Regions from separate parts of the Sus scrofa genome. Here region 1 is linked to region 2. A link is a contact called in public HiChIP or PLAC-seq data. All regions are on one chromosome and are shown on one strand. The core of a region is the stretch at or near the end of the contact, and the rest is flanking DNA. Distances in the headings are between cores, read along the strand shown. Region 1 holds the start of ZDHHC18 (palmitoyltransferase ZDHHC18). Region 2 holds the start of RPS6KA1 (ribosomal protein S6 kinase A1).

Evidence for each region. HiChIP or PLAC-seq counts read pairs in DNA pulled down with a chosen protein or histone mark.
Region 1: a contact with region 2 is called in an H3K27ac HiChIP or PLAC-seq map of alveolar macrophages. The contact joins the promoter of ZDHHC18 here to the promoter of RPS6KA1 in region 2. A contact is called at or near these places in 1 of 5 promoter capture datasets (liver), 1 of 47 Hi-C or Micro-C datasets (liver) and 1 of 2 datasets of contacts at active chromatin or transcription factors (alveolar macrophages).

The regions. Positions count from the first base shown.
Region 1 is chr6:84,151,630-84,156,278 of Sscrofa11.1, reverse strand. ZDHHC18 (palmitoyltransferase ZDHHC18) reads right to left here and starts at 2,425. Exons shown (of 9, transcript XM_013988799.2): 1 at 2,007-2,425. The coding sequence starts at 2,332.
Region 2 is chr6:83,903,520-83,908,265 of Sscrofa11.1, reverse strand. RPS6KA1 (ribosomal protein S6 kinase A1) reads right to left here and starts at 3,142. Exons shown (of 22, transcript NM_001243214.1): 1 at 2,956-3,142. The coding sequence starts at 3,018.

The DNA of each region.
Region 1 (4,649 bases), core at 1,176-3,675, 250 kb before region 2:
CCAGATGATTCACGAGCTCTCCAGGAACCCAGACGTCCTCGCTTCCTCCTCTCTAGAGACAAATCTGTCTCTATTGAAGATATCCCCTCAGCCCAGAGAAGGCCCTGCTGCTGAACTGCCCGAATCCCACACTGCAGGGTCACAGGGACCAACCCCAGTAAGCACCACTTCCTCTTGCCTTGGCTGCAGCCCTGGCTGGGAGGACCAGGGGGAGCCGGAGGGATGCTGGAAAAAACACTTTCAAAGCAGCCACATGGGCTGGGCCAGCAAGGTGGATCTGAAACTCAGCCCAAGGGTCATGCTGGAGGCCCGGGGCTCTCCGGAGCTTCTGCTTGTTAAATTATCCTGGAACTTTCTATCCACCCTGAGTCAGAAAGGAAAGGTGAAAGGGAGAAGCTAATTTGTAGGAAGTCCTCACCTTGCTTCAAGGGGAAACCCAAGGATGCAGATATATGATCTGGCCACTGGAAAAGGTACCAGTGTCTCTGTGGCAGCCTTATCATGGCCCTTGGGAAGGGTTTTTTGGTGATGACAAGTAATAGCTCCCGCTATGCTTATTACCAGATAAAAACTTAGGTACATGACTTCACATTACCCGTGTGACAACCTGAGGGGGTGGGTACTATTATAAACCCCATCTTATAGATGAGGAAGCTGGGATCTGAGAAGTGAAGTGACTGCCCCGAAGTCACACACTGAGTGCATGATGGGCCCGAGATTTAACCAGCTTTGTTAGCTGCAGAGATGGAGTTCTTAGCCACCTGTATAACTAAGACCACAGAGGATGGGTAGAACTAGGAGGGGAAAGTGGGGTTCATGTAGTATGGGGTGGGTGGGCAAGGAATCAGGACACAGGTGGCTCAAGCTAGCAACCAAGGGTAGAGTGGAAAACTCTGCATACCAACATGTGATCCTGGTAAAGCGACAAGCATCCCCCCCTCCATCCATGACATGGAGAATACTGTGTGGGCCAATCTTGGGTCCCTGGGGTTATAAAGAGGTCAAGAACCCATGGGGACAAATATGACCTGTCACATGAAAATATTCTCGCCTCTTGAAAAATAGCAAGGCACTGCAGCTGTTCCTGCCGTGAACAGGACAGAGGGTGCTCCGGAGCACTGGGAAGGGAAAGGAAGCCAGGAGTCAGGAGGTGGGGGGCAGGGGCCTGGGAGATGTCTGGGGGGACTGGGGGAGGCAGGGGTAAGGACAGGAAGCTCTGGAACAAAAAATAAGGAAGGTGCTGGAGAGGAAAGGGGAGGCCTGAGTGGCCCAAAGATGTTTGAGGGCCTAGAGAGAGAATGGCCAAGGGGAAAACAGGGGTGGGGGGGCAGTGCTGAGAGTGGAGAGGGGACCTAGAGGGACCTTGGAGGGATCCTGGAAGATGGCCTTGAAATTTCAAAGGGGAGAATATGGCCAAAGGATAAGGAAGAAATTCAAAAACTGTCTGGAAGGGATATAAAGAAAAGATGCCCCACGGGGTCCGAAAGAAACTAGAAGGCAGGCAAGGGGATAGGTGAGGAGAGGGGATCCATCCAAGGAGCTGGGGGGCCTGGTGCAGGCTCTGAGAGGGCAGAGAGGATGGGGGCCTCGAGGCACATGGGAGGGCCATGTTCCTGGCAGAGGCCAGCAAAGGCAGAGTGCCAGGGAAGGATGGGGGTGCTAGGGAGGGGCCGGAGGACCAGCTTAGATGGCGATCCAAACTAGCATGGGAGGATGACCAGTCTGGGAGGGCTGGAGGGGACCCGGAAGGACAGACAGAAGATAAGGAGATTGGAGAGGCCTGAGGGCAGATTCTGAGAAGCACAGGGAGGATGCGGCCCGGGAGGAGCCTGGCAGGTGCTGGGAAGGGCAGAGTGCCCCGGGAGGTGGGAGAGCCCAGCAGGGGACCAAAGGGGCTGGAGCGCCCAGAGAGGCCTGAGCAAGGGGGGTGCGCCCCAGGGGTCAAAGGGGACCGGAGGGAATGGGGCGCCTCAGGGGGCGGGGACGCGGGGCGCCGCCAAACTCACTCGAAGACGAAGAAGAGGACGGTGGTGGTGAGGATGAGCAGCAGCGTGAGGGCGAAGACGCCGCCGTGGCCGGCGAGCATGAGGCGGCCGCCGCAGTAGAAGCGGTTGCGGCCCGGGAACACCTCCCACTTGCGCCGCGGGCGGCGGCCGATGCTGCCGCTGCCACTGCCGCTGCCACTGCCGCTCCAGCGCGGCGCGGCGGCGGCGGGCGGCGGGGGCCCGGGGCCCGGGCCGGGGGGCGCGGCGGGGCCGGGGCGCCGCGCCCCGGGGGAGGCGGGCGGCGGAGCGGCCCCGGGGCTGATCTGCTGGTACTCACAGTCCTTCATGCGGCCAGCCGCGGACCTCGGCTCCGCGCCCCGCGGGCCGGCCGGGCCGCACCGGGACCGGGGCCGAGCAGAGGAGGCGGTGGCGGCGGCGGCGGCGGCGGCGGCGGCGCGCGCGGCGCTCGCTCGCAGGGGGCGGCCCCACGGCCGCCCTGCCCCGCCCCGCGCGGCCTCCCGCCGCAGCGCCCCCTCCGCCCGGGGCCGGGATGGCGCACGGGCCAGCGGCCCGGTCCTGACCCAGGGCCCTGGCCAATACCCTGCCGCCCGATGCCTGCTGCACAAGGATGGCGCAGCAGAGGCGCGTTCGGGACTCTTTCTCTTCTTTTGCGATTAAACCCTTTGTCGGGCGTCCCCTGTGTGCCAGGCACCGTGCCAAGCGCCGAGATTCAAGAGGTGGATTTCGTGATCTACTTCTGGGCATCTGTATTTCCAGGGTCAGGCTTTACCCATCTCTGATGACTTGCTGGACAGGCATTTGAGAGGCAGGCAGGGGGGCAGAAGGGGACACAATCCGCTTTGAAAGCGAGCGGCTTGTTCACTACGGTCTTGAAGTTCAACGTGCCAAAGGAGGAAGTACGGCACGTCCTCTGTCCTCCCTCGCCCAGCTCTGCGGTCCAGCTTTCCTATCACCTAATGCAGGGTTGATACCACAGGGCCCAAGTGGTTCTTCAAGAATTCCGAGTGTATTAGTTTTCTATTGGTGGGTAACAAAGTACCACAAATTTAGTGGTTTAAAACACCAGGTTTTGTATCTCACAGTTTCCAGGTCAGAAGCTGCAGCACAGCTTAGCTGAGTCCTTTCCTCAGTCTCAGAAGGCTGCAGTCAAGGTGTCAGCAAGGCTCATGCCCCTCTGGAGACCCAGCTGGAGAAGAGAACACCTGCAAACCCGCTCAGGTTTTGTTGGCAGAAAACTATTTCCTTGTGACTTCTGACTGAGGGCTGGGATTTTTGCTGGCTGTCAGCTAGAGGCCTCTCTGAGGTCCCAGCGGCCACTTGCGGTTCCTTGAGGTCACACAGTTCCTTGCCCTGCGGTTTTTGCCAGTATGGCCAGTTACTTCGCCAAGCCCACGAGGAGAGGCTCTAGCTCCAGTCTGCTAACACCCAATTTTATATAACCTAACTTACCTATGTAACGGGAGTGACAGCCCAGCGTTCTCACCATATTCTACAGGTTAGAAGCAAGTCACAAGCCCCACTTGAGCTTAAGAGGAGAGGATCACACGAATGAGTGAATACCGGGAGGCAGGAATCACTGAGGCTCACCTTAGGGTCTGTCCGCCACACTGGGGTTACTAGAAAACCTAAAGAAACGTATAGGCAGAGAGAGTTGGAGACTGGAATAGGAGAGAATAAGAGAGGAAGTTGGAATACGGGATGTGGAGGGGTAGAAAGGCAGTAACAGTGACCTCAAGGATCGCTCATTGTTGGGAGTTCCCGTTGTGGCTCAGTGGTTAACGAATCCGACTAGGAACCATGAGGTTGCATGTTCAATCCCTGGCCTTGCTCAGTGGGTTAAGGATCTGGCGTTGTGGTGAGCTGTGATGTAGGTCGCAGACGTGGCTCAGATCCCGTGTTGCTGTGGCTCTGGTGTAGGCCGGCGGCTACAGCTCCAATTAACCCCTAGCCTGGGAACCTCCATATGCTGTGGGAGCTGCCCTAGAAAATGCAAAAAGACAAAAAAAAAAAAAAAAAAAGGGAGATCACTACTTGTTATACACGCCAAAGGCCACTCAACCATGCCCTTGGTGCTAAAGGTTCTGGATTTGATAAGCCCAATCTTGGAATGAACCATGTTGTTTGGCTTCTTCCCCTCTTGCTCCTTGGGCATGAAACAAAGTCATGGACATACTGGTTCAAGTGCAGATTCCTGTCCCACCTCAACTAGGTCTTCTTCTAATCCTAAACCTTCTCTTGCTCCTTGTCACTTTATAGAAACCAAAACTATCTTGCTTGATTGTCAGCTTCCCTCCTATCTCATGATTTGTCTATTTGTATCTATTCTTTCCTTTCATCTTAAAGATGTAGCCCTCTTTCTGTCCATAGCCAACCCTCCACTCATATCCTATCTCTCTTCCTGTTCACTGAGACTACAAACACATGCCCAAGTCTCCTCTGTCAATTAAAAAGCAAAGGAGTTCCCATTGTGGCACAGTGGAATGAATCCAACTAGTATCCATGAGGGTGTTGGTTTAATCCCTGGTCTCTCTCAGTGGGTTGGGGATCCGGCATTGCTGTGAGCTGTGGTGTAGTTCACAGACATGGCTCAGATCTGGCATTGCTGAGGCTGTGGCGTAGGTGAGCGGCCACAGCTCTGATTTG
Region 2 (4,746 bases), core at 1,893-4,392:
GACCTTTCAGAATACTGAATGAAGGACCTTGTCTAAAAAGTCTGGTACAGGAAAGGTCCTTTGGCCTCAGAGGATGGAGACCTGCTCTCCTCCCTCTTCCTCTACTGCTCATGGGGCCAGAGGCCGAGGGCCCCCAGACCACTGCGCCCCCTCTGCAGAGGTGAGAGATGGGTTCCAACAAGCATCCTTCCTTCCAACTCAGCAGCTCTGTCTTGGGAAGAGGGGCCAGGGCAGCGTCCAGAGAAGCTGGGCAGCAGATGGACAAAGCCAGCACGTGCCCTACAGGCAGGAAGCAGCCCCAGGAGTTGGGTTCAGAGCCCAGCACTGGCAGCCCTGCACGCTGCTGGAAGCTGGGGGCCGGATGCCAGGGCCGGCTGGCATCCCCAGCCCTCGGCAAAGCCTGGAAGGAAGAGTCTGCCAACATCCGGAGCCTCTCTTGGAGTACCTTCCACCTGGGCCAGCTTGATCCCAGTTCTCCCCTGTCCTTAAAGTCTCCCACCACTTGGTAGAAGACAGCGAGGGACCTGGGTTCCAATTCTGACTCTGACATTAATTCATAGCCCAGTTCACCTCTCTGAGTTCGGTTGTTCCATGTGAAAATGGGGGTAATAATCCCTTCCTTGAAAAGTTGTTCGGAGAATGATTTTATTTGAATAAGGTAACATAGGTGAAGTGGGGTGGGTAGCACATAGTGCAGCTCTGTACACAGTGAGGCTGGGCCTGGGGCCAAGGTTATGGCTTTCAGCAGGGCCAGCGAAGGACCAGGCAGAATCCTCACCCACACTTCCAGGGGGTTTACTCCACCTGGGCCACACCCTGGACAAGGCCCTGCCTCACCAGCAGCCCATTTTCAGCAGCGTCATGGGGAAGGCAGGGCGGTCCGTGTCCCAGGCCTCTGCCAAATGCCCCCGCCAGCCCCTGGCCTGCCTCCTTCCCAGCCAGGAGCCAGCGGCAACGCCTGTACCTGCAGGTCAGGCTGCTATATCACTTACATGTCACCTGGGCTAAGAACAGCGAGGCCCTGTTCTCCAGTGAGAACAGCCCACTCCGCGCCCTGGCTGCCCCATGGCTCCTGTTACCCAAACAATAACACCCTGTCACCTGGCACCTCCATGGAGTGGGGAGGAGGAGAATGGGCAGCAGAACCCAGGGCTCTGCACCCTCTCAGAGCCAGAAAGTAGAGACCAGAACCCAGCCTTGGCCACTGGAGCAATAGTGGCCCAGAGAGGCTAAGGACTGACTGAGGGTCGCACAGCATTCCCAAGGTAGTGCCAAGAAGCTCCTGGAGAAAACACAGCCCCTCCAACCCTAGGAAATAAGCCAGTTTTTCCCTCTCAGAGTTTGGGTGCAGTAGTGCTAAAACTGAGTTGAGTTTCCTGTTTAAACCTGGCCCCTGCCTCAGGATTCCCCAAAGGGAAGCAGGAAGTAGTGCCCTGGACTGGGAATTGAGCTCCTGAGTGTCCGCCTCCCCTGCTAGTGTAACACACGGTATGTTCTCAGCTGAGGTCCCCCCCGGCCTCTCCCAGTCTACCTTCCTCTGAGAGATCTAGGTCGCAGGAGCGTGCCAGGGCAAAGGAATCCACCTCAGAGCAACCCCCCCAGCCCCTTGTGCCCCAGTCGGGGGGCGGGGGTTGGTGCAGTGTGGATAGGGGCTGCAGAGGGCAGTGTTCCTCACCTCAGAGGGTGAGTCAGCGAGAGAACCTCTGAGCTGAGCAGGGCCTGTAAAAACCCTATGGCAGGGATCCCAGAGCAATTTACTCCAAATTGGGCCTTCAGGTTGGTTACCTAATCCTGCCGCGCCCACCCTCCAATAGCCAGTGTCAGCAGTGACCATCCCTTTAAAGGGGCAGCACACCAGGGGTCCTCACTCTGATCTCAATCTGTGGCCCTGAGAGGCAAGGCACTTGGTGGTTGCCTCAGGTAAGTACCAAGGAGGTGTACTCAGCAGGGGCTATGAGCTGAAGCCAGGGGAAAAGCACCTTGGCTCCCAGGCTCACTGAGGTCCCCATACCCCCTCCCCTCCGCATATCCCCATATCTCCTCTGGAAAGGCAGTATCACCTACCTACTTCCCAGAATGAGGCTGAGGAGAAAGTTTTCTCCACCTGCTGGTTCAGGGGCTTGACCTTGACCCTGGAGGTCAAAGAGCACAGGAAGAGCTGGCCTTTTGCAAGTTTGGAGCCTATCATCTCAGAATCCTCAGAGGGCAGGAAGGAGTTGCTTCTGGAAGAGGCTAGGCAGGCAGAGGCCAAACTCCTCAGGGGCCCAACCCTTCTTATTGGGGGGGGGGGGACAAGAAGCAGCGGCAGCCACCAAGGTCCTCCCCCTCTCCAGGAATAGTCGTCACAAGGACTAAGGGCTTTTCCCCATTCTCTTCTCTACAGCCCGGGGCAGGGGACACAGGTGTTCTCTGACCCTAGCCTGGGGCAAAGAAAACCAAGAGTTTCTGCCCCAGACGGGCCGTGTCACCCCAAATTCCACAACTGCCAGGGTCAAAGGGGCAATCCTTCTAGGGTCAGCAGCGGAAAAGCTGGGAGATCTTCCGGTAGGGCGATGCGCGATGTCAAGGAGAAGTGGGGGGTCCTACGACCCTTGTCTCTTGTAGAATCCGAGACATCTGGCAGCCCGGAGCTGGCCGCCTGGGCTAATGAAGGAAACTCCCACACCTCCCGGTACAGGTCCTAGGTGTAGGGAGAGGTAAGGGGAGGCCAGATCTCAGCGCACCGCGGGATCCCCTCTCCACGCTAAGGGATTTCTCGGCACTTGGCGGAACTGTCCCTCGCTCACACACACCCAGGACATAAGGGGGTGGAGCCGGAGAGGGGCCAAGAGATCGGAGGGCACTCGCGTCCTCGCAGGCGCCCGCCAGGCTCCGGCGGCGCCGCGGGCCGCCCCGCCCCTGTAGGGACCCGGGCTCGCCGGCCGCCAGCGCCCTTCTCCCGCCCAGCTCACTCACCTCCGGGTCCAGCGGCACCAGCTCCATGAGCGGCCAGGGCTCCTTGAGCTGAGCGAGAGGCATCGCGCCGCCGCCAGGCCGCCGGAGCTCCACCGGCGGCGCCGGCTGCGCCGCCTCTCGGGTACCAGGGTCCCCGGCTCTGAGCCCTCGTGCCCCCTCGCCCCAGCAGAGACCCCGGCACTCAGGCTGGGCCGTCCACCACAGCCGCCGCCGCGGCACTCGCACTTCGGCTCCCTCCGTCACCCGGCGCCGCCGCGCCCATTGGCTACCTGCGCGGGGGCGGAGCCAGTAAAGCCACGCCCCAGCCCCCGCGGCGCGGCATTCCCAGCGCAGACCCCCCGCCCCCTCTGCTAGGGGAGTGCTGGCCCCGCCTCCACCGCCAGCCCGGGGTCGGTCTTCTGCTCCGCCCGGGAGAGGTCCGCTTGACTTCTCCCTCTCAGACCTGGTTTCCTCCGCGCTGACCTCTCCAGGGCCACCAATCTCCTCGACTCAGCTCGTTTTGAATTGCTCCTTTTCCCTCCAGCCGCCCTGTTTGCCCTGTTCCCGTCTCCTCCCAACCCCTCCCCCCACACACAGACACACTAAATGACCTGGCCCTGACCCAGGCGGAGGCTGGAAAGGAGCCTGGGCCCTACTGCCCTCATTAGGAGGCCCTAGGACAATCCCCCTTACGGAAGCCGACACTGAGATCCCCTGGGGATCCCAGCGCCCCAACCCCAGGTAAGGTTTCCCCATCATCAGAACCCAGAGTGATGTCTTAATACACAGAATTTCTCCAGAAGCAGGACCAGCTTCTGGCTGATTTGGGCTTGTGCCTCCTCTAAGGAGAGTGGGTACCATGCTCCCAGGATTGACTGACACTGGACTGCCCTTGGAGTAAAAGGCCGGGAGAGAGAGTCTCCCTGGAGAGATTCAGCCTCCACCGAAAGAGGTGCTAGGGGTCCAGGCTTGCTGAGATTTATTCACACGTGGGGGCTTGGAGAGATGGGCTTGTTTTTTTTCATGGGCGAGGAAGAATGGCCATTTACAAAAGCTGTTCTAAAGCAGGACTGTTTCACAGAAGCCTTCTTTCAACCAGGTTTCACCAATGTGTGATTTCCTTGGATCCTCACCACCACCTAGTTTACACATCATAAAACAGTCTCCGAAAGGTATGAGTTACCCAGGGTCACGCAGCAGGTGGGAACAGATTAGGATTTTTAAAAATCAAAGTGCTTGAGAATTTCTCCTAAATTAAGATGCTCCCATGGAGTTCCCATGGTGGCACAGTGGTTAACAAAACCGACAAGGAACCATGATGTTGTGGGTTCAATCCTGGCCTTGCTCAGTGGGTTAAGGATCCCACGTTGCCATGAGCTGTGGTGTAGCTTGCAGACACGGCTCAGACCCCACGTTGCTGTGGTTCTGGCTTAGGCTGGTGGCTACAGCTCCGATTAGGCCCCTAGCCTGGGAACCTCCATATGCCGTGGGTGCGGCCCTAGAAAAGACAAAAATAAAAATAAAAAATAGATGCTGTGGATATAGCAATGAACAAAAGAAAGTCCCTCTTCTCATGGAGTTTACATTCAGTCTAGTGTGATTAGATAAATAATTATAGCTAACATTAACATAGTACTTACTGTGGACCAGGATGTTCTAAGCACTTTACCTGCAACTCAATCTTCACAACCACCTTATGAGGTAGGTACTACTACTATCTCCAGTGTACAGATGAGGAAATGAGTAGAGAGAGTTAAGCATCTCATTTTCTGGGTCCCCCCAAGGTCGCACAACTGGAAAATGGCAGAGCTG